Linked DNA regions of Mus musculus: all the other regions are linked to region 3. The links are chromatin contacts, called in public HiChIP or PLAC-seq maps. All regions are on one chromosome and are shown on one strand. Each heading gives the region's core, a stretch centred on a gene start, on an enhancer-like site or on the middle of the called end of the contact. The rest is flanking DNA. Distances are from core to core; before and after follow the strand shown. Region 1 overlaps Gm2164 (predicted gene 2164). Region 2 overlaps Gm2164 (predicted gene 2164). Region 3 has its middle 5.3 kb from the start of Gm40242. Region 4 holds the start of 4933407E24Rik (RIKEN cDNA 4933407E24 gene).

Region 1 (7,819 bases), core at 2,892-5,391, 320 kb before region 3:
CTCTCAATAGTCAGTCCAGGGGGACAATACCAGCAGAAGGGAACTGGTGGGGAACTGAACCTCATGGCCCTGCCTGGGCTGGAGCATGGGCTTGGAAGATGGCCCAAGAAGGCGTGGAAGAAGCGATGCCTGAGTTAGAGCAAGGATGGCTGGTGGAGCCAGCTCTCCATCCACGTAGACATAGACCCCAAGCTTGGTGTCAAGAAGCATCTAGCCAGGAGCTCAGGATAAGTGCAGCTCATGGGATGAGCTCAGGAGTCTGAGCTGATAAGATCGTAAAGCACATTCACATTGGTTGACATCCTGAAAAAAGCCTGACCATAGGTAGCATAGCAGTCAGTGCACAGACATTGGAGTGCCCACAGAATCCCCCATCTGAGTATCCAGGGAAGGCAAATGGGAGCCCTACCGTCTGCAGCACTGAGCACAAGAAATCTGTTTGTGGGTTCAAATGCAGGACTTAGGAGTAGAGCAAGACAAAGAGGCTATCATGTTTTGCTGGGAAGACTTTCAAGGAGAAAGCTTGGGTCAAAGACAACATTTTGAGTGAGTGGGAACATAGGGGGCCCTGGCAGGAGGAGGGTGGAGGTTGTTCTGGACTCTTGGGAAGCAGAGCAAGAGGAGTGTTATGCACACAGGCAGAACTCACCTTGAGGGAAGGCGCAGGCTGGTGAGAGGCCCACTTAGGAGAAGAGCGGAGGCTGGGGGATTAGATGTTTTAATCTGTGGAAACACTTTCCTAAAAAATTAACCCCATGAATCTTAGTTTCTTGAAGTGTTCCACAGAAAAGGATTCTGGGTCCGTGAAATGTCAAATTCACAGACTGGCCCGTGTGTAAACAGTAAAGGCCCTGAGTAGTCCCTCGGGGAAGAAATTTGTTCAGTGTGGATTTTAGAATTCTCCACACATTTGCAGAAATCTTTGAATTTAACAGTGTATCTTTAGTAGGATGAATGGGCTAGAGAAGGTGACAGGATTTGGGGCTGTTTTGGGGTCAGGGTGGGTACATGGCAAAGAGGCAGACTCTAGGTCTGTTCTCTGAAGGCCTCTGCACCCTACCGCAGATGTTTTCACTGTGGCAGAAGCAGTAAAGGATCCGGGCTCCTGGGAGCCCCAAGCACAGCGGAGACAAATCTCAGCTGAGCGAGCTTAAGTTCTGGGTTTGTGTTAGCACAAGCCTCAGGGGTCCCGTGAGCCCTAGGAGGGGCCTTCCTGGTTTCTCAGAGTGGGTACTCTCCCCTCAGATCCTGCAGCCTCCCCCTCTTGGCTTGTGTGTCTTTATGTGTTCTACCTAAGAGTCCTCAGATGCTCGAACTGAGCAGTCTGTGAAGGTGTGCACGTGTGTATATCCTTACCCAGCCCCGAATCCACAGCCTAAATTCCACACTGTGGGAGCAGCAGCTGGCAACGCCCACTGTCCTACTTGCTTTTCTGTACCCCGAGAAAAGCTCTGAGTACAGAGCTCCGGTTTTCCTGTTCGTTCAGGTGATCACTGTCGGGAGCCAGCTGTGCCAGACAGGCAAGTGGGCAGTGTGTTTGCAATGACACCCAGAGGTGCCACTCAGATGGTGCCCCGCAGAGTGGCATTTTCTCTCCTAGCCTTCTCAAGAGGGAATCTAGGGGTAGGAGACCGACTTTGATCTCAGTGGGTCCACACTGAACTGCCAGGCTGAGATGGACGCTCTTGACCCAGGAGACTTAACCAGCGCCATTCAGAGACTCTGTAGAGGCTCCGATCTGATGCAGGAGTGAGGATGGGATGGATAGAAGTAGCAGTTCCATTGAAATGGTTTGAGGATTGTCATTTGAGTCCTGTCCTGGGCTGGAATCTCACAGTCAGCATGGAAGCACAGCTTCTGGGAACCAGGTCCCTTTCGGGACTGGAGCAGTCAGAGGACAGGGAAACTTCCTGTCTTAAGGATGGGTGTGAGGAAAAAAGATATCTCCCTGGAAATGACTGTGAACCTGGAGAAAGACAAATTCCTGACAGTTGGAATATAACCTTCTACAGAAGGTGGGTGCGCTTTCTCCAAGTGACACTTGTCCTATCTCCTTGCCTTCCAGCCCTCAAAGACTCAAGAGACTCGAGAAGACCCCTTTTGAGGTTTCTTTAAGGCAGTCCATACCCTGATACTGTCAGCTGAGGCAAGCTGGGATGCTGGCCCACCAGGGTCCTTGATGGTAGCCAAAAACAGTCAGGCTGCGGCCTCTCTTGCCGTTAGGTTTCTTGTGGGTGGCTTGTGCCACTTTCAACTTTGCTTCCTGGTTCTTTCCCAGGAGCCAGCTCCATTCCTCAGCCCCGAGTGGCGCTCCTTGGGCCGGAAACAATGTACGTTCTCCACGACTAGGAGTGGAAGTCAGCAGTTTGGCACCGTCTGGCTGGCAGCCTCTACCAGCTTCCTTTGGCACTTTATTGGCAAAGGCGGTGACATTTCTTTCAGTTGGGTGGGTGGAGCTGTTATGCAAACTCCCGCTCTCCTCATTCGCCAGATGAATATTCATGACTCAGGCAATCTGTACCAGCCAGACTTTCCTGAGGGCGGCAGCTTTTCTTCCCTTCCTCTCTTTCTTTCTCCTTCTCTCCTTCCCGGCTCTTTGGAAAGCTGAAGTACGGCTATATTTAATTTACAAATACAGAGCTATTTAGCTTGCCTTTGAGATAAGGCTTTGGAGAGGTGGTGCCCAGGAATGGGGACAGTGGCAGCGGCTCTGGGTCCTGACCCTGTGTCTCCAGGCCCCAGAGCCTACTGCCCGGATCTCAGACCCCAGAAGCCAGTGGATGGTCCTTTGCGTTGAGAATCACAGTGTCCCTATGCTTGAAGATGCAGCAGCTCACATCCCTTTAGGTCACGCTGGCCTCTGAGGTTGACAAGGAAATCACAAGTCGATGATGCTTGGGCCAGGTACTATCAGTCTACCTTAGCTTCTCCCATTTCCATCCCTGCCTGCCCCCCTTTCTGTTCCAGGATTGAGGTCAAAGAGCCGAGGGTATTTACTGGTCATTGGCTTTCTCAGGAAGAGCTGGTCCGGATGCTGATCTGAAGTCTTATTTCTGGGGGACACACCGATTCCCTTTCTATCTACTAGATACAGTGGGACATACCTGTGATGCCAGCAAGTGGGAGGGGGGTAGAGGTAGGAAGAGCAGAAGTTCAAGGTAATCTCAGCCACATAGTGAGTTTAGGATCACCCTGGCTATGTGAGACCTTGAAACGGTTAAAAAAAAAAAAAACTAGAAAGAAAATAACAATAACAAAAAGGGATGTTCCCTAGTCTCTTTGTCTCTTCCCCCAAAGAGGCACCAGATGCCCTGGCAGAGAGGGGTCAGAATCTCCAGAAATTTCCAAGAAATTTGGTCCTAGCAAGGATGTGCTCGCATGAGTATGTCTTGTGTGTAAATATTTATGCACAGCTTAAGTGAGTCTGTATGCCTACATCTATGTTCAAGTGTTTGCGTGTGTGTCTGTATGTGTAAGGGCGTGAATGTGTGTGTTGAGGAAAGCCTGGGAATGTTTGCATGTGCGAATGTGCCTCTCCAGTTGAGTTGCGTGTGTACCTCTATGATTCTGGAGGAGTTGAGTGTTTCAGTACGGGGGTGGGGTGGGGTGGGGGAGAAGGCTGAGGCACGTGCCTGTGTGTGCGTGCGTGCATGTGTGTGTGTGTGTGTGCAAGTAGATCGACTGTAGGTGTCAAAGTAAGAGCCCAGGAGAGAGGCAGAGGGTGTCAGAGTAAGAGTTCAAGAGGGAGAAGGGGGGTGAGAAGCCATCGGGGTATGCTTTCTGACCTCCACCTCTCCTGAACATTTTCCTCTCTGGGGATGGAGAGGAGGGAGGGGGGCCCACCAAGGAGGGGGGCCCCACCCCCTGTAAGCGATACAGGTTCTATCCAAGGATGCGAACAGAAGGTTTTTAGCACAGAACGTCCTGAAATCACTTTATATTCCCCCTCCTTCTCCCATCTAATCAAAATAGCAGTATTGGGCTCCCCCATCCCCACTGCTGCCCAGCACTCAATTTAGCTCCAGGGTAGGGAGGGAGTGGAGAAAGGCTGTCCTGTCTGACCCCCCAACCCCCTCTTAGAGCACCTTTCAGCCTGTAGCCAAGGAGCTGTCTTCCAGATCTCCCCTTCCCAAGCCTTAGTGGCAAGAGCCAGCTGCCTCCCAGGCCTGCCAGCAACTGCCAGGCTCTTCCAGAACCCACATCTAGGCCCAGTCTCATTTACAAATATGCAAATTTGCCTCTTTCTGGTATGCAAATGGAGACATGACAAATAACTAATTAGGGTCAAAAGAAGTACTTGAACCAATTAGTGGAAGGCTCTGTCCCTTTCTGTTGGGAGGAGCTTGCTCTCTTCACCACCTGACTCCCAGACACTCAGGATGGTGCTACCTGAGTGATGGTCATGGTAGGGCCTTGTCTTCAGGAAGCCTTGTTTTGCTCTTGGCTCTCAGACTCCACATAGTTTCTTCCTCTGTGAGTGGAGTGATAGCAGTGACTGTCTTGTCCCTCTCCCTTCGCTCCGAGTCATGGGACTGGGGAGGACTTGGATGGAAACAGGATTGAAGATGGCATTACGGTTTCTCTGACGGTGGCACCTTTGACCATGCTTGTCAATTGTGACGGGGATGGATTAGTGATGTCTGCAGTGGCCAAGTCCTTGCACCCTGGCAGGTTACAGGCTACATACTTATTGGCCGTGAAAGATACAGTTGGAGCAAGAGCCTGTCTACTGCTGTGACTGAGTTATTTGGCTTGGAGCACAGCTTCCTGGTATAAAGCTGATGCAGGAGGGTAGCTGTAATAAGTAAACAAGGGGGGGGGGTTAGGGAAAGGCTTTTGTCATCTGGGAGGGGATGTATCAATTGAGCATGTCAGCGGGGGCATCCATATTGTCCCATTCAGAGGTGAGGCTGCCTAAGGCAGGAGAGTGTGGGTGGCTTGGAGAGGCAGCAACAGAGACCTCTCAGGGCAGGCCTGCCCACGCATGGGGCTGTTCTCTCTGCTGCTACAGGATACCAGCTCCCCTGAGCCACCCCATGTTGTTGAACCAAGCGGGCCACAACAAGCCCACTGGCTCTGCTCCACTGTTGGGTGTGAAATTTGGTTGAATTGGCAACTAGGGCCTGGGCCCTGGGCCAGTGGGCAGACGCAGGTGGGCGGCTGTGTACTAGGGAGTTAGTCAAAGCTAGCAGTTGGCAAGAGTGAGCCAAGGGGTGACCTGACTTGAGGAGAGTGTCTCCAGGGATGGCAAAAGCCAGGCTGGGCTAGGATTATGTTGCAGGCTATCGTGGGAAGTGCCAGTGTTTCAGCACATGCCGTGAGCATGTATGTCAGAGGACATGTCTGGGTGCATGTGCTCTCACACAGGGGTATATGTGTGTGTGTTTTTGTTTTGTTTTGTTTTTATTTATTTTATATATAGCTATCTTCAGACACACCAGAAGAGGGCATCAGATCCCATTTCAGATGGTTGTGAGCCACCATAGAGTTTCTGAGAATGGAACTCAGGACTGCTGGAAGAAGTCAGTGCTCTTAACTGCTGAGCCATCTCTCCAGCCTGTATGTGTGTGTGTGTGTGTGTGTGTGTGTGTGTGTGTGTGTGTGTGTGTGTTCATATCAGTTCAGGAATACATGAGTTATATAGTTGAGCACCCCTGTGTTGAGGTGTATGTGAGAGTGAGTCTGCATGCCTGTTTGATTTTGTTAATCTTTGCTGTACCAGAGACAGGACCCGGGGTCTTGTGCAAGCTACGGCATCACTCTGCCTCTGAGCTGCATGCTTCTGCTCACATTTCCAGTGTGACTAATCTAGTGTGAGCATTACTCTTCTGTCTGTGGACACCTGTCCGGGAATGTGGGTTCTATGCTCTTCCTGCCTGTGTAAGAGTGTCCATTGCATAAGCACGGGATACCTGCCCGTGTCTGTGGATGTGGACCACGCCCTTCTGTTGGCATCCATCTGGTCATGTGCTACTGCACATCTGTGTCAGAGTGCCTCTGTCTGTACACATCTGCAGAGCCCCCCCATGCTTGTGCATGTGTCCTTGAGGTCTGTGTCTGGGCTCATTTGTGGATGCATTTCTTTACCTTATTTGTTTTTTTTTTTTTTTTTTTTTTTTTTCTTTCTTTTTTTTCTTTTTTCCGGAGCTGAGGACCGAACCCAGGGCCTTGGGCTTGCTAGGCAAGCACTTTACCACTGAGCTAAATCCCCAACCCCACCTTATTTGTTTTTGTTTGTTTGTTCATTCTGCTCTCATATATTATATCTTGACCACAGTTTTCCCTTCTTATTCTCCTCCTAGGACCTCCCCATTGTGGGTGTATTTCTTGGTGTGTGTATCTTCATCCTTGCCTTGAGCTAAGGCTTCCTGCCCCCCCCCCCCCCCCCCCCCCGCCAATTCTTTGCTCTGCTGAGAAGGAAGCCTCCTTCTGGTTTCCCATGGCTGGGGACTCTTGGAGAAGGACCTGCTGGCTGGCGCTTTGGTGGTTTTGCATGGCATGGCGTCCTCTTTCCTGACCTCATCCCATATTCTTTTTCTGTTCTTCCTTCCACCACCCCTCCCCCATTTTCTCCCTCTCATCCTTCTGTTCTCTCAACTCTCTTGAAGACACTGGGCCTCGGGCTGCTGCCGTGCAGGCCTCCGCGAAGCCTCACTCTCAGGGACTCACTCCAGAGCCATACCGGCTCCTGGGGCATTAAATTAAAGCTACAGCTTTTCTCTCTGTGTTTATTATTTCCCCCTGCCTTTTTAGCCCTCCCTTAAAGTATGTGTATATGTGTGGATAGATGTGTGTGTGTTTGTGTGCAGGTTTGTGTATGAGTGCTAGTGTCTACAGGATCTAATAGAGGGCCTTGGATCAGCTAGGCTTGAGTTACAAGTAATTGTGCGCTGTCCAACATGGGTGCCCTGAAAGAGCAGCAGGTACTTTAAACCACCAAAACAGCCTTCTCTTCCCCTAACCTTTTAATTTGAAACAAGGTCTTACTGTGTGGCTCAGACTAGCCTGGAACTCATGATTCCCTGCCTAAGCCACACAACTGCAGGGATTACAGGCCTGTACCACCATGCTCTGATTCCAACTGTATTTTAATGATCACCCCAAATGGTGACTGTGGCTAAGAAACCCTGACTTTTCCTCCTTTTTTAGGGTGTAGTCTCAGCCATCCTTCCCACAGTGCTGCATCCTTAACCCAGCTCTGGTGCTGCTCCTCCTACCCATGGTGCATTGTGCTACCATCTCCATGCCTTTCCTGGCACTGGTGGGGCTTAAGAGCTAGCTCTTCCCAGTGGGATTTCCTGGCTTACACCCCATGGTCCCCTGGAAGCCCTCCTTCTCGGTGTGTTTTTCTCACGGGATGGATACAAATGTCTTTCTTGCTCATTCTAATATTAAAAAAAATGTAAGCTGTATTTTTATTGTATGCGTTTGGGTGTTTTGCCTGCCTGTGTGCCTGTGAACCACGTGTGTGCAGTTCTTGTGAAGAGCTGGAGTCACAGGTGGTTGTGAGCTGCCCTCTGGGTGCTGGCAATCAGACCTCGGGCCTCTGGAGAGCAGCCAGTGTTTGTAACTGCTAAGCCATCTCTCCAGCACCCTTTCTAATGGTATCATTATTATTTTTTTACAGCCTTTGAGGCAGGGCCTGGGTGACAGCCACCTGGCCTGCCTCATAGTTCCCTAGCCCAGGACCTGACTTCCAACTTTTTGACCCCCCCTCCCCAATTTGAGCTCAGAGCACAAATGCTGAAAGATGGTCTTGGTAAGATATGAGACACCCCAGCTTATACCTCACATTGATCAGATGCCCTCCACATCTCGC
Region 2 (7,540 bases), core at 2,127-4,626, 350 kb before region 3:
GTTTTGATTTTCTGACTCTGGAGGTCACTCTGTGCCATGGACTAATCTAAAAGTGTCTGCATATCGAGTGGTTATTGCAGGCCAGCCATCGCTCCCCTTCTCTCCCAATCTATAGCCATATGCCTGCATTTATATCTGTGTCTAGGTTTGAAAACTGTCCTCTGTGAAGCAGGTCCCGTTCATTAGCTGAGTTTTTGACATTTGAGACTGATAGAGACCAAGTTCCTTCCTCAAACTCACACAGAGGAGAAGCTGCAGTGCAGAGAACTAAGCCCAAGCTTTATCAGAGGTGTGTTTGTGTGTGTGTGTGTGTGTGTGTGTGTGTGTGTGTGTGAACATACATACTTGGGATGTCTAGAAGTAAAAGGATTGAGTACATTTTCAAAGGATGGCATAGGTAAAGACATCTATGGCCAAGAGCAACACCAGAGAAAGTGTGTAAATAACTGGATTGCTAATGGGTCCAGGTAATTTGAGCAGGTCACAGCCAGTTTGGTTCAGCTTGATCTAGTCTTGGGCAGCTGTGTATGTTGGAGCTGGCTCCAACAGATTTGGTTTGGCTGAAGCCAGCTTGAATGAATTAGATCTGGTTGCTGCCAGTTGGCACCAGTCTGAACTGGACTGATCCCACTTTAAATACTACCAGTCTTTTCTGGTTGACTTGTTTTCCAGCCTTAGCACTGGGACACTGGGTTGGAATCCTCTTGGGCTATCCACTTGTGTGGCTGTGGTTGGCACACTTACGGGGGAGGGAGTATGAGCAGGTAAACGACTCTGTAGGATCCATCAGCTGGAGGCTCTCAGCTGGCCAGCCCTCACTTGGATGATTGCCAGAGCATCAGCCCCCCCACTTTCCATTCCTGCTGCCCCCTGCCCCTCCCTGTGCAATTCCCCTGCTGCCTGCTCGCCCCTTGCTGTTCCCATTTGAGTTCCAGAATCCCTCTCTTTTCCAATGAACAAACTGGGAGCTGGCCCCTGTGACAGCAGTGCTTGTCAGAGATGGCCGGGCTGATGGGTGGTTGGTGTCTTGTCACCTTTGATGGGTGACCGGTGTGTGTTGCTCACATTGTTCCTAGACCCTGAAACAGATGTGACGTGCACTACTCCCCCGGTGATTCAACAAAGCGTTGATGCGTGTGGGGGTTGGGGGAGGGAGGTGGGTACAAAGGGCAGGCTCTTGCTAATGGGATGCCACATTGCATTACTGTCCTGCAAGGAACCAGGCTCCCTCAGACAATAACAAGGGCGAGGGAATGAAGTCCAAATAGGCCCCAAACAGGACAGGGGCAGACTCCAGCTGTGGGGCTCCGTACCGGGTGGGGCTGGGTTTGAGATGATGCTATGGGTCTGATCAGAAGAGGATCGTCGGAAACCCAGCTCCGTGATGCTTGGAGGCTGATAATCTCTACTCACTCCTGCTTCCTGTGGGTGTCATGCCTGAGTACTAGAGATACTGGCTACAGAGGACAGGGCCACCTCACTGGACATCCTAACCTTACAGCTGGAAGACACATGTCTAGTGCATTGTTCGGATCTTGGGAAGATTTGGCAACTGGGGCACAGGTCCTGCTAACTTATAGAAAGTGGGTGGGGAGAGGATCCTCTTTCCATTATAGCTTAGAATTTTCCTCTGGTATCCACAGCCAAGTGCTTTGGAAGAGGCTGGTGGAGGCCTGGCCTAAATCTCACTGTCCTATTTCTTGCTCTGCTGCCTCTGTCTATCATTAAGCAGACTGTGTGGGGCTCTCAGGAACAGCATTTATACCCCCCCTCTCCCTTACTGTGGGTCCCAGCTCTGGCTCCTAGGTAGGTGGCCGGGGTCATGCAAATGCACAAGGGTCATCTCCTTAGCCTGCATCATAGTCTGCTTTGCACTAAAGCTCAAGGTTGACTCCAACTTGAAGTGTGGGGCACATGGTCAGTCATCTACAGGGACTAGGGTGTACAGATATAGGGAGAGAGCCTCTTTTGCCGGGACGTGAAGTAATTGGTTTAGCACGCAGGGGTATGGAGCTGTGTGTCACTGTGCCTGGGGTGGGGGCTTTCAGCAGCAGCTCTTCTTCTGGGACAGTGGGTGGAGGACATCTGTGCTCAACACCAACAGTCTCAGGCCCCATGCCTGTTAGGAGCCTAGGGAGTTTGAGGGAGAAAGAACATGAAGTGCTATTGAACACCAACTGTGTGTCAGTGTGTTCCTGGTCTCTTCTGCCCATGATGTCATTTCCTCTCTAGGATAAGCTCAGGAGGAAGGAGTTATCACCCCCATTGGCAGGTGAAAAACAGCTTCACAGATAAAAATTCTGTCTGGATACGGAATACCTGTATTCATGTATTCATCATTTAATTGTGTGTATGTGTGCACGTGCGCATTCATATGTGCATGTATAAGACCCCATATTCACTTATTCACCATTTAATTTGTGTGTGTGCACATATGTGCATGGATATGACCCTGTATTCATTTATTCACCCTTTATATGTGTGTGTGTGTGCACATGTGCATGGGTAATGGAGACCAGAGGGTGACTTTAGATTTTATTCCTTAGGCTCTGTCCACCTTATTTTTTCGAGGCAAAGTCTTTCGCTGGGATCTGGGGTTCACTGATTAGGCTGACTAGAGAGCCCCAAGGACCCTTCTGTCTGCCTGTCCTTCCCAGGGCTGAGATTACAAGTGTGTGCCAGCATAGCTGACTTTTCACGTGATTGAACTCACATCCTGTGGTCGCATGGCAAACACAGTACCATCTCCCTCAAACCCCTGCTTCTGTCTGTTTTGTTTGTGACCCAGGCTGGCCTCGAATTTGTCATCCTCCTGCTTCAGTCCTTAGAGTACTGGGATCACAGGCTGGAGTGGCCACACCCTGGTCCTGACTCGGAGATTCTTAATCAGGATCACTGTGTGATTATGTTGAGGCTTGGGCCTCTCTGCCTTTTGCAGAAGGGGAACCTGGACCCAGGTCAGAAACCAGGCCTGCAGTTTCCGCATTTGGCAATCTCAACCTGTTTGCACCAGCGTTCCCGAATCCTCAGTGAGAAGGGCACTTGGCAGGCTTACTAGGAAGGGCTTCCTGCGGGCTGCATTCCTGCTCGCTGTCCTGGAGGCTGATGGGAGCTTCACAAGCCCCCCTTTCAGAGCACCCAACAAGGCCCCTTCAGAGCCTGGGCTCGGCTGTACAAACACGCACATCTGGGCTGCTGTCCGGAGCAAGGCAGCGGAACTCCCCCACAGCTGGCCCTCTGCTCCTGACCTTCAGGACAAAGGGAGGCTTTGGCCATGTGGGGGCTCCCAGGAACTTGGGGCTCTGGAGGGTACAGCAGGGAACAGCTTTCTCCTTCTGCTGCCTGGAACTCTGCCTTTGACAGCACTTCCTGCTGAGGGCATGCCCTTCCCCCCTGGAGGGTTGGCACCCATCAGGACTGGGGAAGACAGAACAAAGGCTGTAGGCAGACAGGAGCCAAGTTAAAGGCACAGAAGAGCCAAGCAGCCCGCCTGCTGCAGGCCCAATCCTCTCAGAGTTTGTAATTTTGTGGAGTAGAAAGACAGAGATCAGTCATAAAAACAATAGGAGGTGCCTCTTACACGGGGTGCCTCTTCAGCTTCCGGGACTGGCTTGGGTGCTCCACACATCTCTTCTTCACAGAAACCCTACTAGGGGGCTGCTATTTTAAAGATTTTTCATTTGAAGTGCAGAGAATTAAGGTGACTTGCTGAAAGTCACACAGGGCCAGGATTTGAACATGGGCAGTGTACACTCTTATCAGTGATTCACCTTTACAAACTATCACAGGGGCAGTGCCAGGAAGAGCTGCGGGGGGTGGGGGAGGAATCGGGTCTGAGCTGCCAGGTGAAAATTGTCGTGATGGTTTAGATAGGAACTGGCAGCCATCCGGCTTGGACTAGGGCAGCAGCGAGAGCATGGGAAGGAGAATGGGCCTTTCCATGGGAGAGAGAGACTCCGGGTGTGGAATGGCATTTGCTGGTGACTGGGCAGGTGTGTCAGTGAGGGTGAAGGTGGAGCTGATGACCCCACCCAGAGCTTGGGGCATGAGCCAGCCAGCTTCATCAGCTTCTATCCTGGCCTGCTTACCAGGCCCACCTTGGCTTTTTTTTTTCTTCTTCTTCTTCAGGAAGATGGGAGAGGTGTGTGGGACATATTTGGCGCTCCTGACATTGTAATACTCTAGCTGCCGAGAATATCCTCAAGGGCTGGTTGGGAGAAGGTGTGTGTGCTCAGAGGAAGCCTAGAGATGGGCCACAGACTTGAATCCAGAGTCCTTGGATGATTTGGGGACTCCGGTAACTCACTTAAGACTATGCCTCAACTTCTGACATAATGCCTTACGAAATAACTCCTTATCTCCCAAGGGCGAGGATGGTCAGGACAGAGTACCTCAGAAGTATGGGGCTAGGGGTCTCTGGGCTAGTTTAGCTGCCTGTCTAGCCCATTAGGGGAGGCTAGCTGGGGCAGGCTCAGGAAGTCTGGACACTGGGCTCCAGGATATGATATAAAGTTGGTTGTTATGCCTTCTTTATTTTGGGCCTTAGTTTTCTGACCAGCAACATATCCCCCTCACCCCAGAGGTTGGATAGTCAGGGTGGTCTTGCCTGAGGTGGAGAGAACAGTAATGCACACTTGGCTCCAGGGTTCAGGCTGGATCCCAATAACATCTTTTTCATACCAAGCTCGTCCATTCTTTTAACCATGCTTACAAAGTGCCAGGCCCTGGCTGGCAATGTAACTCAGTGGTAGAATGTTTTCCCAGCATGCTTTATCCCACAACCCTGGACCATGACACAGAACAGCACAGAGTGCTAGGCGGACCCTGGCCTTTAGCCTGCAACACGGTGGTGACTCAAGGTTGGCAAGGTCCTAGCTTCCCGAAGCACGCTGTGACAGACTGAGGAGACACAAACAAAACCAAAAACTATCACCAGAATGCAGAAACAACAGACTGCTTTACAGGGACATAAATGGGTAAATAAGTCAAAATCAAATTTCTAGTATCAAGGAGAGACCAGAGAGGGCCTTCCTCAGGTGCTCAGGGGAAGGCAGGTCTCGTGGTACTGTGTCACATGGGCCCAGGGATTGGCTGATGAGTTACCATCTTGAGATGCTTAGGGAAGAGCTAGCCAGTGCAAGGGGCTAGGGTGCAGTAGGAGAGAGAACACTGGGAAGTGGGAGAGAAGCCAGGTTGTGTGGACCTTTACAGGTGTTTTTAGGGCATGCAAACTTTCTTCTTAACTTTTTTTTTTTTTTTTTTAAAGATTTATTTATTATATGTAAGTACACTGTAGCTGTCTTCAGACACTCCAGAAGAGGGAGTCAGATCTCGTTACGGATGGTTGTGAGCCACCATGTGGTTGCTGGGATTTGAACTCCGGACCTTCGGAAGAGCAGTCGGGTGCTCTTACCCACTGAGCCATCTCACCAGCCCCTCTTCTTAACTTTTATTTCATTCATTTGAGCCAGTTTTGGTATGTTGAGCTGGTTTCGAACTCCTGAGCCCAAGTGATCGTCCTAGCTGGACTGGCAGGTGTGTGACACCTGGTCCCGCCAGTGTGAACTGTGTGCCAAGAGCCCTGGGAAGTCTTTGAGAGGTTTGAGCCTGGGCAGAATCAGTCTGGTTCACTGCTGTGCTGGAAGGGATCAAATGGAGGGAGGGCTTCAATGCATGGGCACCTTTGGCTCAGGGCCTGCCTGCCTGCCCTGGCTAGGCATCACTCCTCTAGCTGCCGAGACCTTTTCCCTGTCTCTTCCAGGCCAGGGGTCCTAGTTGTCCAGGGCCCCAGAGAGCATCTAGGATCTAGGAGCAGAGGATTGGCCGGAAGCCACAGGCAGGGGCTGGACAGCCGTGCCAGCGGGCATGGGCGTGGCTGCCCTGGCTGCTCCCACTCCCTACGCAGGCCAGAGCCCTACCCCCACCCACATGGGGCTTTTGAATTAAAGAGTCTTAACTTTTTCTTTTAAATGGCAGCTCTGTGTACTGTACATGGTAATTAATACATTAGCATTTATGCAAAATACCATCACAGCCAGGCTGGTATGTCAGCTGCCTTCCTGAGCTGCAAAAATGTGAGCGCCCCGAGGTACCTCAGACAGGCCTCCCCGCCCCCAGCAGACAGATCCGTTTGACCCACGTCATTTGCTAACATGTCTTGGGAGTCTGGGTGCATGCAATGCCTCGGTGCATACAGACCAGGGTGCAGGCTGCTTCTGTGTGGCTCTGGACATGCATGTGTCCTTGTGTGAATACATGTGTGCCTGTGTTTATATGAGCATAACATGTAGCATGTAGCTATAACAGGTAGCATGTGAGATGTCTGCCTGGGCCTGGGTGGTGGCCTGGGTGTGTGTGCATAGGACTCTGGTTTTATTTGTGTATGTTTCAGTTGTGCATGCTTGTGTGTGTATGTGTATGGTTTACATCTTGGCGTGCTCATGTACATGTCTATAACTTTGTGTATTTGGTGCTGGATATGTGTGTATGGATGCATGTCTATATCTGTACTTTAATGTTGCCTATGTGCAGTGACATACACACACACACACATATACATGAATGTATTTATATATATTCATGTTCGCTTGTATATATCACGACATCTCATGTGCAAACACCTCTGTGGGTCATTGAGTGTGTCTGTAGGGACTGAGATTTGTTTCTGTGTATGCCTATATGTGTTTGTATACATCAGTGTGTATTCCTATGTCTGTCTAAAATGTGTGTTTGTGTGTGTGTGTATGTGTGTGTTTAACTCTCTATAGTCAGTGTGTGTTTAACTCTCTATAGTCATTGTGACGAAGAATGGAACATCCTGGAAGTGGTAACATCAGCATTCAAGCCCTGGCCCCGCCTCTAGCTAGCTTGTGACCTTGGGAAAGTCAGCCCATCTCCCTGAGTCTAAAGACTGAAGACTGATGAACCCCTACTGTAAAGATGGTAACACATGCCCACCAGTCACTAGGCTTCTGCAATGGACAGTCACATCACTGTGGGAGAAATGGACCGAGAGACAGGCAGTGGCAACCTGGTCGTCACAGAGACTGTCCAGGCCAGCACATGCTGTGCTATAGAGTAGAAGATAGGAGTAGAAGGTGGGGCTGGAGGAAGTTGCTGTATTAAGGGGCATCTTGGAGGGTGATCAGTTTAGCAGACAAAGACTCTGGCAAGAACAGGCCATCTCCTGGGAGTTCAGAGTTGGAACATCACTATCACCACCTTCTTCCATGTAGAGTGGCTACAGACCAAGATGAGGGGGAGGACTATCCAAGGCTGTGGGTCCCGAGGGCAATGGGGAGCTACTGAGTTCCTTCCTTCGTCACTGAAGAATATTACTCCACTCGTTTATGAACAGGAGCAGGGAGGGACAGTGTCCAGAGAGGTGACTTCTGCTGAGTGTGCTGGAAGACAGCAAGGCCACTCACTGTCAGGGGAGAGTGGGGGAGTGTAATGAGGTGTCCTGAGGTGGATTAGAAATGGCATTTACTCTGTTCAGCCTTCTGTCCATCCACCCCCCACATGTCAGACACTGAGAGAC
Region 3 (7,280 bases), core at 2,986-5,485:
CTTGAGAACTAGACTGTGAGACAGGAAGCCTTGATCTGGAATATTAGACCATGGGCACAAGTGATGGAAAGTAGATCTCAGCTCAGTTATGCAGAGAGACATCAGAACTGCTAGAGGACCTAACAACACATGAAGCAGTACATGTCGTATGTAGGAATGCTTAGAAAATTGACCTTCAGACCCTAAGATTAATAGTTGGCTTTATCGGTCAACTTGACTTGCCTAGAGCCAACTGGAAGGGAGTCTTAATTGAAGGATTGCCCAGATCAGAATGGTCTGTGGGCATGTCTGGGGGGGGTGGGGGGTTGTTTTGATGATGAAGAAGGGCCTAGCCCACTGTGGGTGGCACCATTCCTAGGCAGGTGGTTCTGGGCTTTATAAGAAAGATAGGCAAGCATAGGCCTGGGAGTGGCTAGTAAGCTAGCTTCCTCCATAGATCTGCTTTAAGGCACTGCTTGCCTTCCTGCCCTGACTTCCCTCAATTATGGACTGTGACATAAGTAGAACATCACCCTATTGAATATCTCTTATACTCACACCCAACACACACACACACACACACACACACACACACACACACACACACACACACACATACACACACACAGCTTTACTATGCTTCCTGACATTGTCCATACCTGGACATAGAATATTCTAGAGTTATTTGTTTTAAAGTAGGTATGCACAGACACAGCTAGTTTGTTTGTTTTTTTAATGGTCAAAGAGACCCCCCCCCCAAGAATAATATGTATCATCACCATATTCTTGGTTGCCTGTTGTATCATAAAAGACAGTCCCTATGTCTGAAGACATCGCACACTTTGGTCACAGGACTCAGAGAAATCAGCTGGTACTGGCGTGGAAGCCTCCCCCTCGAGGACCAGCCATCAGAGTGTCAGAAGACGCCAGTCAAATCCTCAAGGTCGAAAGGTTATCAACAGCCTTACCCAGCTGTAAACCCTAAGAGCCACAACAAAGACTGGACCAGCAAGATAACCCAGGGTGCAACAGTGGCATCTGTGAGTTGGGAGAAGCCCACAGCTGTGTGATTAGACCTAACACCTGCTCAGTTGGAGAGAGCTCAGCCTGATGCTGTAAACATAGCCAAGAACCTACATCCATAGGTTTGAGAGGCCACAGGCCTAGGGGAGAGCCTGCCTGTACCATGTTGCTCAATTAATATAGTCTGCAACTACCTTCTAAACGCTTATCCTTTTATCCATAGAAATAGGCAGCTCTCACTTCTCATCAAAGAAACTTCTCTTTGCAGCCAACAGAACCTGTTAGAGAGATCCACAATTAGCCCCAATGCAGAGAACCAGTGAGCAGGAGATGCTTAGCCCCACATGGGACATTTATAACTCAACCCCCCAACACTCAGGGAAGGTTTAGGAAGAGGGGCTGGGAAGATTGTAAATGCCTGAGGCCTAGAGTCTGCTGTGAGATCCGGACAAAGGTGTTCCATCCATGAACTCTCAAAAACATGGCTGCTTGTCCCAGAGTGTCATGAGAACATCTCAGGCGACATGACAAAATGAATGGAGGAGAAATTCAGAAGTGTCCCCTAGAAGAAGAGTCTAGGGATGAACAGGCAGAGTCAATGACTGCTGAGAGATGGAGTGGTCAGCCCTACATATATGAACATTCAGGCCACACTAACTAGGCGCAGGAGGTGTGTGTGTGTGTGTGTGTGTGTGTGTGTGTGTGTGTGTGTGTTTATAAATTTTGAAAGAAGACATTATGAATTTGAGAGAGTATTGAGGGATCATGGGAAGAGTTGGAGGGAGATGGGGTTTGGCAAAATCGAGTGTACTTATGCATGAAATTCTCAAATAAAAAATGTTTTTTAAACCTATCATTATTGACAAGGGACTGTGTAGAGACCTCTGTCTTCGAGTGTTGCTGGCTCGGGAGCACCTTCAAACCTGTTTCTTTACCTTGCTCTGCAGTGGTAGCTGCTCCCTGGCCTCCCTGGTTGCTTCGCACTGACCTTTCCCAGTCTCACCATTGACTCCAGTGTGCTCTGGCAGTGTCCGTCTGAAATTCTGATTCAAAGCTGATCTCAGCCTCTTGGGCTTTTTTCTCTTTCCTTTAATTCCTTCCACAGATTGTCAAGGATTCTACTGTCCTTCCTGCCCCCAGCAGCCAGTAGTCTGAAAAATGACCATGCCGAAGGGAAGCGAACACTCCCAGCCTGGAGCAGGCCTTGTCAATCTGATTTTTAAATGACTGAGGAGGTCTGAGGACACAGAGGATGCAAAGATCAAGTGCAGAGAAGAGCGAGCGAGCATGCGAGCATGCGGCTCTGACTGGGGGCGCCCTGGCAGGCTCAGAGGGCAGAGCAGTATTTAAAGTGAACTGGAACAAGCCTGTAACATCAGGTGCGTTCTGCCTTCAAAAATAGCTGCCAGTTAGAAAGGTTTATTTACATACTGATTCCACGCTAACTTTGTAATGGAATGTGCTGCCTGCCTGAGACCTAACAACTGTCATCATAATTTTTTCTAAAAATACAGGCAGAGAAAAACACTCAGTGAACCCTCTGCTGGGGAGTGGCTACAAAGGACCGTTATCCCAAACCGACAAACGCACCAGGACAAGCAGGGCAAGGAATACTGAAAAGTACCTCCCAGCAGCCATCCCTTTCAATCTCTCTCTCTCTCTCTCTCTCTCTCTCTCTCTCTCTCTCTCTCTCTCTCTCTCTCTCTCTCTCTCTCTCTCTCTCTCTCTCTCTCTCTCTCTCTCTCTCTCTCTCTCTCTCTCTCTCTCTCTCTCTCTCTCTCTCTCTCTCTCCCTCTCCCTCCCTCCCTCTCTCCCTCCCTCCCTCCCTTCCTCTCCCCTTCCTCCCTACGTCTCTCTTCCTTCCCTACATCCATCCGTCCATCTGTCTGTCTGTTTCTGCCTACTTTCCCTTTATCCTAACTCTAAGCTCAGTTGCAGAGAACCCTTGGGGGAAACTCCAGCTGGCCACGCACCAGAAATAATGGATGAGAAAGGGGTCCCAGTGGTCCACCAGTTCCAAGACCCCACGGTGGGCTCCTCTCTTCCTCCCTTTCTCCTGACATTTCGCTACCAAGGATCCCCCACGGCTGTAGGCTCCTGTGTTTTCGTATTTCTCACTGCGGCTGGGCTCTTTCTGAGTCCTCCCTCCCCACCCCAGGTTTGTCTCTGTGGATCCTACAGAGCTGATCCTTGGCAAGGCTGTCAACGCTCCCCGGCACAATATTAGCAATTTAAATGCCTCTTTGCCAGGCCTGATGGAGCTGATTCGGTTGTGATCCTGGGCATATGGATGGCATATTTGCCGCGAGCTAGGTGAGACGCGTCCCAGAAGGACCGCCGCCAGCCCCCCCGCAGCCGCTTCCCCACCCGCTCGCTCCCGGCGGCCGGAGCCAGCGGTCCCTGCTGCCCACTTTGTCTCCACCGGGGGCCCCCGCTGCTGGGGGACAAATCTTTCATTCATGAACGGGAGCTTGTTAGGCCAACTCCGGACTCTAAAGCCACTTAATTAAATTGTGGAAAGTTGCTTGGCCCCGGTGGGAAATTTGCACACAAAGGCACCGGGGTCGGGGCGCTCCCTCCAGCCGGGAGCCACACAACAAAAACGGGCTACACCGCGCGCTCGCGGCCCCCAGCTCTGCACCCCGGCTCCCCTGCCTCCCCCCGCCCCCCGCCACTGCTACGCCTGCAAAAGCGGAGCCCCTCATTACAGGGCGTTTGTTAGGGCATGTTTTCCCAGCGATTCACTGACGGGCCTTTCTTTCCTTCCTCGGCAATCAAGGGCGGCAAGTGGAGGCTGAGAGTCCTCCATGGCCTGATTGCTGAATTTCCAAAGGGAAGAGTGTAAACAGGTACATTGAAAAAGGCTCTTTTGAACAATTATGTAAACATTCCAAACACTATTTGAAAACTTTCACAGTGGAACCGTCACGTGGGGCATTCTTGTTTAATTGTGCGGGGACAATGCTTGCTGGCTGGCTACCCCAGCTGTCTGCAAGACCCTGCGAGGAGACCGCCATGGGTGTTCCGGCTCCCCTGGCCTTACAGAAGCCTGCCCTCGGAGCAGAGGCCCGTCCTCTTTCTTCTGCCCGGGTTTCTTCGGGATCTAGTCCAGTGTTCTGCCCATGGGGTGGGCTGGAAATTCTCGACGCAAGTTGCCTGTAGATGCTCAGTGAAAACTTCTATGCAGAGCAGGCTTTTCTTCAAAGCATTAAAGATACCAAGCAACATTGTTGGCAAGATTCCCCTCCCCATGGGAACGCCCCTGGCTCAACGTTCCCGCCTCTCCTATTCTGTCTCTAGTTTGCTCTCTCTTCTGCCTTTGTTTCCATGTGGCTTGGAGTCTCATGATTCGTTAACTGATTATGTTGCTGGAAGTTGGAAGAATTTAAGTGCCACACGCATATTGCTTCATCTCTTACTTTCTGGGGACACCAGGGTTGCGGCGGCTTCTCATGCATACTTTTTAATCATTTTATATCCAGTCTCCCAGCGTTTGGGATCCATCCAGCCCACAGCTACTGTGTCTCCAGCTTTGCAGGGAATGCCTGGGCGAGCACTGTCAATCTGGAGACTGGGGCACAGCTTGTTCAGTTTTTGTTTCCTAAAGTCTAGTTCTTAAATGCTAGGGAGTAAAGGGATGGGAGTGGCGGGGGGGGGGGTCCTAAATGTTTAACGAGAAGGCATATTACACATATGAGGATCATGGAGACATAGAAGATGTTTATAACAATAAAGTTTTTTAAAAAAGGAAAGGAAGAAAGAAAAAGAAAAAAAAATCAAGCCATAAAATTCTATCTTCACTGTAGCAGCCAGACCAAGAAACACCCAAATTTGCCAAAGGATGGGAAAGGACCAAGTAGGGCCGGGCGTGGGTGGTGGCATATGCCTTTAATCCTAGCACTTGGGAGGCAGAGGCAGGCTGATTTCTGAGTTCGAGGCCAGCCTGGTCTACAGAGTGAGTTCCAGGACAGCCAGGGCTACACAGAGAAACCCTGTCTTGAAAAAAAAGAAAGAGAGAAAGAAAGAAAGAAAGAAAGAAAGAAAGAAAGAAAGAAAGAAAGAAAGAAAGAAAGGAAGGAAGGAAGGAAGGAAGGAAGGAAGGAAGGAAGGAAGGAAGGAAGAAAGGAAGGAAGAAAGGACCAAAAGGACCAAGTAGAAATGAAAACACTTTTTCCGGAGAATGGGAGTCTTTAATGTCCATGTATTGCCTTGTCAAGGCAAGGTTTAAAAATACTGGAAAACGCCTCTGTGCACAGGTGGTTAGATATAAAAGCCACCCCAATAGCCTGCAGAGAGTCATCCACCCCGGCCCGCAGCACCGACTATCCATGCACAGGATTGGGACCAGAGCTTCCGAGCAAATTCCTCCAGTGTAAAGAGAAGTCGAGGCTTATCTGTGTGTGGAGTCCCTAGGAGGCAAGCACAGAACCACAACTACAAGATGAGTCAGAAATGAGGTCGACAGAAAGAGCCATGCTCAATAGGGTCATTTGAAGAGCAGGGGCCAGAAGGGAAAGTTCTTTTTTTTTCCCTCTCACAGGACTCCCTGAATACGTGGGTCTCAGAATATAGCTGTCTCCTAGGCTTGTTAATCTGACTATAGTGGATGCTCACCGTCCGCCGGTTCTGTGTTGGGGTCTGTGCTGTAAAATAGGCATAGAAAGCCAGAGGATATTTTGATCCTAACAAATTAATCCACAATCAGATGTAGAACATTCGCTTTTTAAAAAAAATTATTTGATTATTTGTGTATGCATATATATATATATATATACACACACATACATATACATATACATATACGTATATGTATACGTATATGTATATGTATATGTATATGTATATATTTGTACCAAATGTGTGTGTGAGTGCCTTCAGGGGCCAGAGCTGGAGTCACAGACCATCGTGAACCACCCCATGTGGGTTCTGGGAACTAAACCTGGGTCCTCTACAGGAGCAGGCTTTTAACTACGGAGCTTTAACTGATGAGTCATCTCTCTGGCTCCTAAAACCATCATCCTTTCAAAACATACAGGAACCAATTGAATTTTGGCAAGGGTACACAGGAGAAAGAGAAACTTTTCCATAAGTGATTCTGATACAGCTGGGTACCAACAGCGAGAGGATGAACAGAGACCCTAACTCACACTGTGAGAGAGGCCGTCTCAAAGAGAAGCGCAATCATAGCCAAACTAAAAACTCTCAGAACAAAACAGATCTGACCTCCATGACCTTGGGTTAGATAGTGGCTTCTGTGCTGTGACATCAAAAGGGTATAAACCACATGACAAAAACATATACATTGAATTTGACCAAGATTTTAAATTTTGTGAGCTTTGAAGGACTCAATCAGAAAGCAAAGGACAACTGGCAGAGCAAACAGAATTATTTGCAAACCACATTTCTAGTAAGAACAGTTGAAATAAGGGCTCGAGAGATGGCTCAGTGATGAAAAGCATGCCCTGGTCTCACAGGGGCCCTGAGTTTGGTTCTTAACCACTCACACAAGGTGGCACGCAACTGCCTGTAACTCCAGCTTCATGAACACCCCACACAGGTGGCATACATTTACATGGTCCCACACACATTCATAGAAGATTAGAAATAAACAGTTTTTGTTGCCTGTCTATTTGGATATGTACTCCTAGCTGGGCTGCCTTGTCTGGCCTCAGTGGGAGAAGATGCACCTTTCCCTGCAGAGACTTGATGTGTCAAAGTTGGGGGATAGCCAGGGGAATCTCTACCCTCTCAGAGGAGAAGGGGAGGGAGGATGGGGGGGGAGGATTGATGGGCTGATGGGGAGTGGGAGTGATTAAGATGTAAAGTGAATAATTAAAAATAAATAAAAAAAAACCCAAATTATATAAATAACCTTCTAGTGCAACAGTGCAACAAGGAACAGATAAGCAATGTAAAACTCAGAGAGTGTGTGTAAACATTTCTCCAGGGACAGTACACAAACTGCAGGTAAGCTCACTAAGGAGAAGGATGCATGTGACAGGCACAGAGGGATGCTGCTCCACCACCCCCAGCATGGTCACAGCAAAAGAGATGGTGGAAAATGCTGAAATAGTTGGTGTGATGATACACGACTGTAATGCCAGCTTGGGGGGAGTCTGAGGAAGGGCGATGAGGAGTTCAAGGCCAGCTTCGGCTGTACAGTCAATTCAAGTTCAATCTGGACTATGAGAGCCTGTCTAAAGTAACTAACCAACCAACCAATCAACCAAACAACTAACTAACCAAGATAACAACAACTGGAAAAGTTGGAACACACA
Region 4 (7,241 bases), core at 4,299-6,798, 290 kb before region 3:
TGTGGGTGTTAGAAGCAGCCTCTTCCATCTCTTTCTGATGTTTGGGGAGGGAAGAGCTCAGAGTTCTTGTGGAAAGACAGGCCTCCCCTTCGCTCTCTGCACACTCTCCATGACCATCCTCTGGCCTTAAAATTCTCATAGACTACTAAGGGAAGACGGAAAAGGTCATCTCAAAACCAACTCTGCTCTCCCTCGGCACCCCACGGGGGAGGGGAGGGCATCACACACGGTGTGATCTGATCGTTGAGTGCTTCAGTGGTAGCAGACAGAGGGAGGTGTGCTCTCTGTGTGTGCGATCTATTACATAGACTGCATTCATCCAAAAAGGACCAGTGGCGCTGCCGTGATACCAGTGCTTAGATACAGCTGGGTGGCAGGGACACGACCCAGAGGTCCCTTGGAGAGGTGATAATAGTCCTCCATCCAGCCCTCCATTCGCTTGCTCATTTCCTGGGGTTGACTGTGGGCCAGGTGAAGTGACAAGGGCTGGAGACTGGGGAGAGGCAATGGTCCTGTCTCTCTCTGAGCCAGTGCCGAGCCAGGGCCAGAAGGGCCATCCCCTCTTCTCAGCCTGTGTCCTTCTGGTCATATTCGCTGCTTGCAAGAGACCTCAGGGAGAATTTTGCCTGGGACAGCATCGCACACCAGTGCAAATTAATAGCTAAATAAATAAAGAGAAAGAAAGTGTCAGAAGGTTTAGGGGAGCCCTGGACTGAAAAATCCTCTTCTCCTCACTCATGAATCATAAGTCATTCTGGTCTCCCCCCACCCCCCCACCCCCACCCCACAGATCAGCACATTGCAAAGACAGGTTGTTGAATATTTCTCTCTCATCAGTAAGAAGGCCTCCCTGCTGGGTGTAATCAAGAACCATAAACCCTCCTTGCAGACTTGCAGAGTTGGTGTGAATCCAGCCCCTCTCAGCTGCCCTTGATTCAGACAGCTCTGGCCGGGCTGACAGCACTGGCTGCTCTTGCCAGTGCTGTTGGAAGAGTCCAGAGCAAGGAGTGGGGGCTGGAACTCCTCATGTCTCCACCTTCACCGCTCTCTAATGGCCTGGGGTGGAACTCGGGATGCCTCTCCACCAAGGTCAGGATGGAGGGAAATTGATCCCGATGCTGTGGGCAAGCCTTGGCCCTCTCTGTATGTCCTCAGGTTCCCACTGAGAGGAGAGGAGTCAGAAGGACTTCTGAGACCTTGTGTGTTGCTTCTGAGTGGGCTTCCTGGTCAGGTGGCATGGCTTCACTCCAGTTTTCAGAATTGTTTGTTTCCAGATGGGAGGGTATGGATATCAGGACCTAGTATTGCCCCTGCCCTGGGCAGGGATGGAGATGGGGAGATTGACAGGAGAAGACAGAATTGGGGAATAGTCAGAAAAGGCATCCTTCTGCTCTTTGGAAACCCATTAGCAGAACTAGGTTAGTCTTCAGAACTAGTCAGTGCTGGGCGAGAGCCTGTCCTCTCCTCTCCTTGGCTTTCTACTTCCAATGTGACCCTGTCTGATGTCACCACCACTGCCTAGACCCTTGGCTCGGACGACTTTTCTTCTGTGACTCACGAATGGCCCCCAATAGTCTATTCTGAATTAGCCAACAATCCCATGAAGACTCGAGCAAGATGGCAAATCTGCCATGCATCTCCTTACCTCAGGGGCCTTGGAGTTTACCACCCCCTGTTCCTTTTCCTCCTCTTTGTAACAAGCTCCTAGGTGCACTTCAGGAACTTGTGGAGAGCTTTCCTGATCAGGACCCAGGACCGACTGTGTTCCCTGGGCAATTGTGCAGTCAGGCCTACTAGCCTGTATCATGACTCTCATGCTAGTGAGTGTCCCCCTCCTGCTGGTCAGGCGCTTCCCCCTTAGGGCTCCAACTGAACGATTCTGTTCTGTGTACCCAGAGCCCGGCACTTACATTGCGAGGATGAACAAAACCAGAATTTTCTTTTCTTTTCTTTTCTTTTCTTTTCTTTTCTTTTCTTTTCTTTTCTTTCCTCTCCTCTCCTCTCCTCTCCTCTCCTCTCCTCTCCTCTCCTCTCCTCTCCTCTCCTCTCCTCTCCTCTCCTCTTCTTTTCTTTTTTTTTTCTCCCGAAAGACAGGGTTTCTCTGTGCAGCTCTAGCTGCCCTCGGACTCTCTGTAGACCAGGCTGGCCTCTGCTTCCCGAGTACTGGGATTAAAGGTGTGGGTCACTACCACCTGGCCAAAATCTGAATTTTGATCACCAGGCTTCAGAACCTCTCTCTCCTGTCTGTACCTGTTTTCCTGGGTAGGTGAGTGTACCCTGGTTTCCATGTACCGATCGACTGTGGGCACGCCTTTTAAACTCTGAGGGGGGCAGGGTGTCTCTGCTTCCTCTCTGAAAATACAGATTCTAAGTGGGCGTTGCTGAAGCTTATCGGTCCTGGATTTGGAATTTTTGGTGAGGTAGATGGATCATGGTGTCTCCAGGGTTGTGCTGTGTAGCTTCCTAGGGAGCCGGGGGTGGGTGCAGAGGGAATGTTTTAAATGCTGTGCCTTCCTGGGGTCGGAGGGGCCTTTCTGCTTAAGTCTGGAAGGTCAGATCCTGTAGTTTTGATCTCAGGGTTGGCACCCACTGTAGGGCACAGAGCTGGTGGGGAGCTCAACAACTAATGTGTCAAATCCCGTAGGTCCCCAGGAGACAAAAGGGCATCGTCGTTGGGCTTGTGCCTGCCTCCTCTACCTCTCTGGGGAGGCCAGGAGCAGGAACTCAGCTAAAGCGGAGAGTTTCCTCTCAGGCAGAGAGCAAGCTGCCCTCCGCCTCTGCAGGAGGGATATTGCCCAGCTTCAGGGCTCCCATAACTCTTTCAAGACAATCACTTTATTTATATGAGTTTGTTTAAAAAAAAAACCAAACCCACAGACGATCCACCCAGGGACCCCTCCGACCGCCGCCGCTTGATTCTCTCCTCTCCTGTGAGTCCATAACTCTTAGTCTTTTGATTCTCCCAGTCCTCAAACTATAAAAATCTTATTTCTATAAGGTCTTTTATGGTTACCCAGATAGTCAATAGTGTCATTTTCATTCATATCATTCTGCAGGGAAGTTAGAGGAAACGAAGCAGACAGAGGAGAGCTATAAATAAGGTTCAGCTACACAGGGCCCCAAGCAGATCCCACTGCGTTCCTTTAAAACTACTCATGCACAGAATACACGCACTACATACACAAGCACACACAGATATGCCCATGGTGTCTACTCATGCCTGGAGACAGGTGCACACAGGTTCAGCCATGCACATACACAGGGGCTTTGCCCCTTGGGCAAGACCTGAGTGCTTGTATGCATACTGCTTATGTGTGTGCAAGCATGCATGTGCTCACTCGAGTGCACACACACACACACACACACACACACACACACACACACACACTACACACCCAAGACTTGGTAAGTATTAGAATAAAAACAAACCCTTTCTGGAATTTGCCTGGCTTTGAAGAGCCGAGAGCAGACAGCAGCCCTTGCTGTGGTGAGATGGGGGGAGCAAGGCAGGCCAGCCTAGAAAACACATTCCAAAGCCGTGAAGCACAGGGCTGGGCACTCGGCCACGCATGAGCTCATGTGCCGGGAGCTTCAGAATTCCCACTGACACCAGTGTCGGAGTCTCTCGGCAAGCTCCGGGAATGGTGTGGCCGCTCCTCTGGGCCCCTTCTCACAGTGTTGGTGGTGTCTTAGGAAGACCAGACCCCTCTGTTCCTGGAGGACAGATAAAGGAGAGCATTGGCCCCTGATTGTGCCTAACTGCAGCTCCTCCATGGAAGCTGTCTACAGCCTTGGGCCTAATGGGTTAATAGAGAGAGGGGGTGGGGAGGGGATAAAGTACAGAAGGGGACACCTAGACTGAGTCAGACAAAGATATCGGGGATTGATCCAGGTCTGAGGATGACATTGAAGGTTTCCTCAGGGGAGCACAATAGGCCTTGGGAGGAGGGTGTTGGGGCAGGGGAAGGGCTGTATGGCTCAGCAAATTATTCTTATTGTCATCTTTTATTGGTGGGCTGTGTTTGAGACAGGATTTATCTTCGTAGCCCTGGCTGTCCTGGGACTCACTCTGTAGTAGACAAGACTGGCCTTGAACTCAAGAGATCTGCCTGCCTCTGCCTCTTGAGTGCTGGGATTAAAGGCATGTATCACTACCTGGTACTTACTATCCTCTTTTATTTTCATTATATTTTTGTAGTATTGGTGTTGGAATCTAGGCCCTTACAGATGTTAGGCACGTGCCTTATCACTGAGCTACACACCCCCAACCCCAAATCTGGCTCATTGGTTAGGTGCTTAAAAAAAGGACCGGCCAGCAAGCAAGTGGGCTGAGTTCATACTATGATATGGAAGCAGACAGACACCCTTCCATCTCTGAACATGTTTACCCTAGGATATCGTGGGAGGAAAGAGCTCCCAGAACATTTCTAGTTTGGGAAATTGCAGGTAGACTAGCTATACTCCAGGGGGGGTCTCCTTAGTTTCCCCATCTGCAAAATGGGGGCAGTGGGTTCTGGCTATTTGCAACATTGCAGGATACTGTTGGGAGGGGCTCCACCACTCAGAAGTACCCAGGAGCTTCTTCAGAAAGCAGTATGTTTAGAGCTTGTAAGAAATATAACCGATCAGGGTTCCTGAGACCCCAAGAAAGCTATACTTTTAGTTTTCTCCTCTCTCTCTACTATTTAGCCACCCCCCAACACTGAAGCGCTTAGATGGAGCCTGGGGCTCTGAGCTCAAGGGCCTTGAATTCCTCTATTCCCCCACCCCCACTTCTGCATTCCCCCCCTTCTACAAGGGAACTATTAATTGTAATTTAAGCCTCCCAAGTTAAAAGCAGCGTGTAGATTCAAAGATTCTTTCATGGCAATTACACATCGTTTCTGGCTGCACTTTAGTGCCGGGCTTTTATCTGTTGTTCTGGGGGAATCACTTACCGGCCAGAGCGCCAAGCTTCACACAGATTTCTCCCTGATTATGTTTAATGGCAAAAGGAGAGTTAACTCTCCGCCCTCCTGAGCAGTGACAGGAGTTCCCCCACTTGGCCAGACACAGCAGGGAAGAGCCGGGCACTTGGGAGTTGCAGGCACCTTCATGTTCAAGAGTCATTTGTACAAGGCTTTAAGGGGACCCGTGTGGTTCAGGGCAGGCAAGGAGCGTTTGTTGATGTTTTAAATGCCAACAGCAGCTAATTGCTTACTCTACACATTCCATAACAATGGGAGACCTCTAGGTACCAGGCTCTGGGCTGGCATCATCTCCGTATTTACATTGCAAGGTGCTGGATCTTTATGGACATATGGACAGAAAGACAGACAGACAGACAGGCACACACACACCCCACCTCCATATGCAGGGACATAGCATTTGAGCCCTCATCTCAGTCACAAATGTCCACTTGGACACTTTTCACACAGAACCTTCTCTGCTCACGTGTTTGCCGGCCCCTCGCATAGTTTGAGAGGTCACAGGAACTTGTTGTGAGTCTTGGGACAGCATGGGATGGAAATATAGAGCTGGGTCCCTGTGCCCACTTCCACTGTCCTCCTGACCCCCAACTGTCATTCCCATTTGGAACTCTAGCCTTTGTGCCTCAGCTGGGTAGCCATCCTGTGCTATGGGTGTGACTGTCAATTTCAACTACAACAGCGTTCACATCAGGTCTCCTCTGAACCTTCTCCAGTGGGTTTTTCCTTGTCTGAGGTCTTGGTGAGACCTTCCATCTCAGGACAAGAAAAGGTCATGGTTATTCTTGGGTCCTGTGTTCTCTTCACTTCCTGCACCCAGTCGTTGGCCAAACATGCTGGCTGCACTTTAAAAGCGTACCTCTGAGCCCCCTTTGTCACCGGTCACTGCCACCCTGGTACATCCTCCTCAGCTGGCTCTCTGCAGTGACTTCCAGGCAGATGGCTCTGCTTCTGCTCTTGGTCTCTATAGAAGTCTGGGGAGGGTTCATTTCAGACCAGGTCCTCCAGAGGACCTTATAGTGGCCAGCAAGTTCTTATGTGCACTGTTCTGTGTCATCCCATCTCACCTAGTTTCCACGTGGGTAACTCCCTTACAACCACCTTCAAGTCTTTGCTCAAATATCACTTCTTAATGAGGTTGTCTCAAGTATCTTCTTTGATTTCACAGCCTGCTGCCTTTTGGGGCCCTGCCCTCTGATCCTTCTTCCTCTGCTGATTTTTGCTTCTTTTCTTGCCGTCCTCTCCCTCCCCTAGAAGATACCCTTCCCAAAGCAGGTTGAACACACAGAGAAAGAGACTGTGGTAGAGAATTTCCCTTGGAGGGAGTGTACTGGGAAAGGCTCTCAGACCTGTGAAGGAAGCAGCCCAGGACAGAGGAAGGGCTGCCATCTGATGCAGTCACAGCAAAGGCTGGAGCTGATGTCCAGGGACCTGGGATCCAGGGGAGCTTTCAAAGTGGCCAGGCATTAAGACAGGGCATGGACATTTGTGATTCTCTACTGAGCAGACATGGGATGAAGGCTCTCCTAGGGAAGGGAGTAGCCGTAGGTGAAGCAGCTCCCTTTTCAGAGCAGTTTTGCAGAGAGACTGCTGAATGGCCATCCATCAACACTCCCATAACAAGGGAGAGGAGTCTCAGTTCCAAAGTGGGGAACTGGGGCAGACCAGAGAATCCATTATACACTTAAAATATACAAATGAGTATTGACATATTATATTCATTATTTCTTTTTCTTTCCCGCTCTATAGGGAGTTACACGAGGGAACGGCTGTTTGTGGCTACAGCTGCATGAGGTTTCTCAAGTGCTTGGGACAGTAGGTCCTCCATAAATGTTTCCTGAATGAATGAATGAATGAACGAATGAGCCAGTTCAATATTCTCTCTATGTCTCTCTGTGTCTCTGTCTCTCTCTGTCTCTGTGCCTCTGTGTCTCTCTCTGTCTCTCTCTCTCTGTTTTTTTTTTTAAAGACAGGGTTCTCTGTATAACAGCCTTGCCTATTCTGGCATTTGCTTTGTAGACCAAGCTGACCTCAAATTCAGATATCCTCCTGAGTGCTGGGTCTAAAGGCATGTGCCACTGTGTCAGCTGCTGGTTCAATCCTCAGTGTCCTTATTTGCCTCAATCACCACCCTAACTGGAATCTTGGTTCCAGTTCTGACACCAACCAGTTGCACAAACCACAGACAGGTCTAGCTCCTTGGAACCTTTGCTTCCTTCTCTGGGAAATGGGTAAATAGAGGCACCTGTCTCATGGGTTAGAAGGAGGAATGAG

What was found. HiChIP or PLAC-seq counts read pairs in DNA pulled down with a chosen protein or histone mark.
Region 1: an H3K4me3 HiChIP or PLAC-seq map of embryonic forebrain shows a contact between it and region 3, with 5 times the contacts expected there. The contact joins two enhancer-like sites. A contact is called at or near these places in 1 of 484 Hi-C or Micro-C datasets (cerebral cortex), 8 of 115 datasets of contacts at active chromatin or transcription factors (astrocytes, embryonic basal ganglia, embryonic forebrain and 5 more) and 1 of 9 other capture datasets (embryonic stem cells).
Region 2: an H3K4me3 HiChIP or PLAC-seq map of stem cell-derived neural progenitor cells shows a contact between it and region 3, with 13 read pairs. The contact joins two enhancer-like sites. A contact is called at or near these places in 1 of 39 promoter capture datasets (cranial neural crest), 8 of 115 datasets of contacts at active chromatin or transcription factors (embryonic basal ganglia, embryonic forebrain, embryonic midbrain and 4 more) and 3 of 9 other capture datasets (embryonic stem cells, embryonic tail and embryonic trunk).
Region 4: a contact with region 3 is called in an H3K4me3 HiChIP or PLAC-seq map of embryonic forebrain, with 4 times the contacts expected there. The contact joins the promoter of 4933407E24Rik here to the enhancer-like site in region 3. A contact is called at or near these places in 1 of 39 promoter capture datasets (neural stem cells), 1 of 484 Hi-C or Micro-C datasets (cerebral cortex), 11 of 115 datasets of contacts at active chromatin or transcription factors (craniofacial prominence, embryonic basal ganglia, embryonic forebrain and 7 more) and 1 of 9 other capture datasets (embryonic stem cells).

Annotation. Positions count from the first base shown.
Region 1 is chr4:124,589,728-124,597,546 of GRCm38.p6, reverse strand. The region is part of intron 1 of Gm2164 (predicted gene 2164); the gene reads left to right. Among named protein-coding and RNA genes, the nearest start is that of 4933407E24Rik, 24 kb to the right of the region's middle. Within about 2 kb of position 4,141, at least 13 of the 459 cell types and tissues checked have an H3K27ac peak or open chromatin away from gene starts, as enhancers often do. A contact at or near this core is called in embryonic forebrain, where this site is marked.
Region 2 is chr4:124,620,062-124,627,601 of GRCm38.p6, reverse strand. The region is part of intron 1 of Gm2164 (predicted gene 2164); the gene reads left to right. Among named protein-coding and RNA genes, the nearest start is that of Gm2164, 34 kb to the left of the region's middle. Within about 2 kb of position 3,376, at least 46 of the 459 cell types and tissues checked have an H3K27ac peak or open chromatin away from gene starts, as enhancers often do. A contact at or near this core is called in forebrain and stem cell-derived neural progenitor cells, where this site is marked.
Region 3 is chr4:124,274,021-124,281,300 of GRCm38.p6, reverse strand. No RefSeq gene overlaps it. Among named protein-coding and RNA genes, the nearest start is that of Gm40242, 5.3 kb to the right of the region's middle. Within about 2 kb of position 4,235, at least 51 of the 459 cell types and tissues checked have an H3K27ac peak or open chromatin away from gene starts, as enhancers often do. A contact at or near this core is called in embryonic forebrain, forebrain, neural progenitor cells and 2 more, where this site is marked.
Region 4 is chr4:124,567,486-124,574,726 of GRCm38.p6, reverse strand. It overlaps 4933407E24Rik (RIKEN cDNA 4933407E24 gene), which reads right to left and starts at 5,548. Exons shown (of 3, transcript NR_045819.1): 1 at 5,434-5,548; 2 at 3,430-3,714; 3 at 1-661. All of the region lies in intron 1 of Gm2164 (predicted gene 2164), which reads left to right.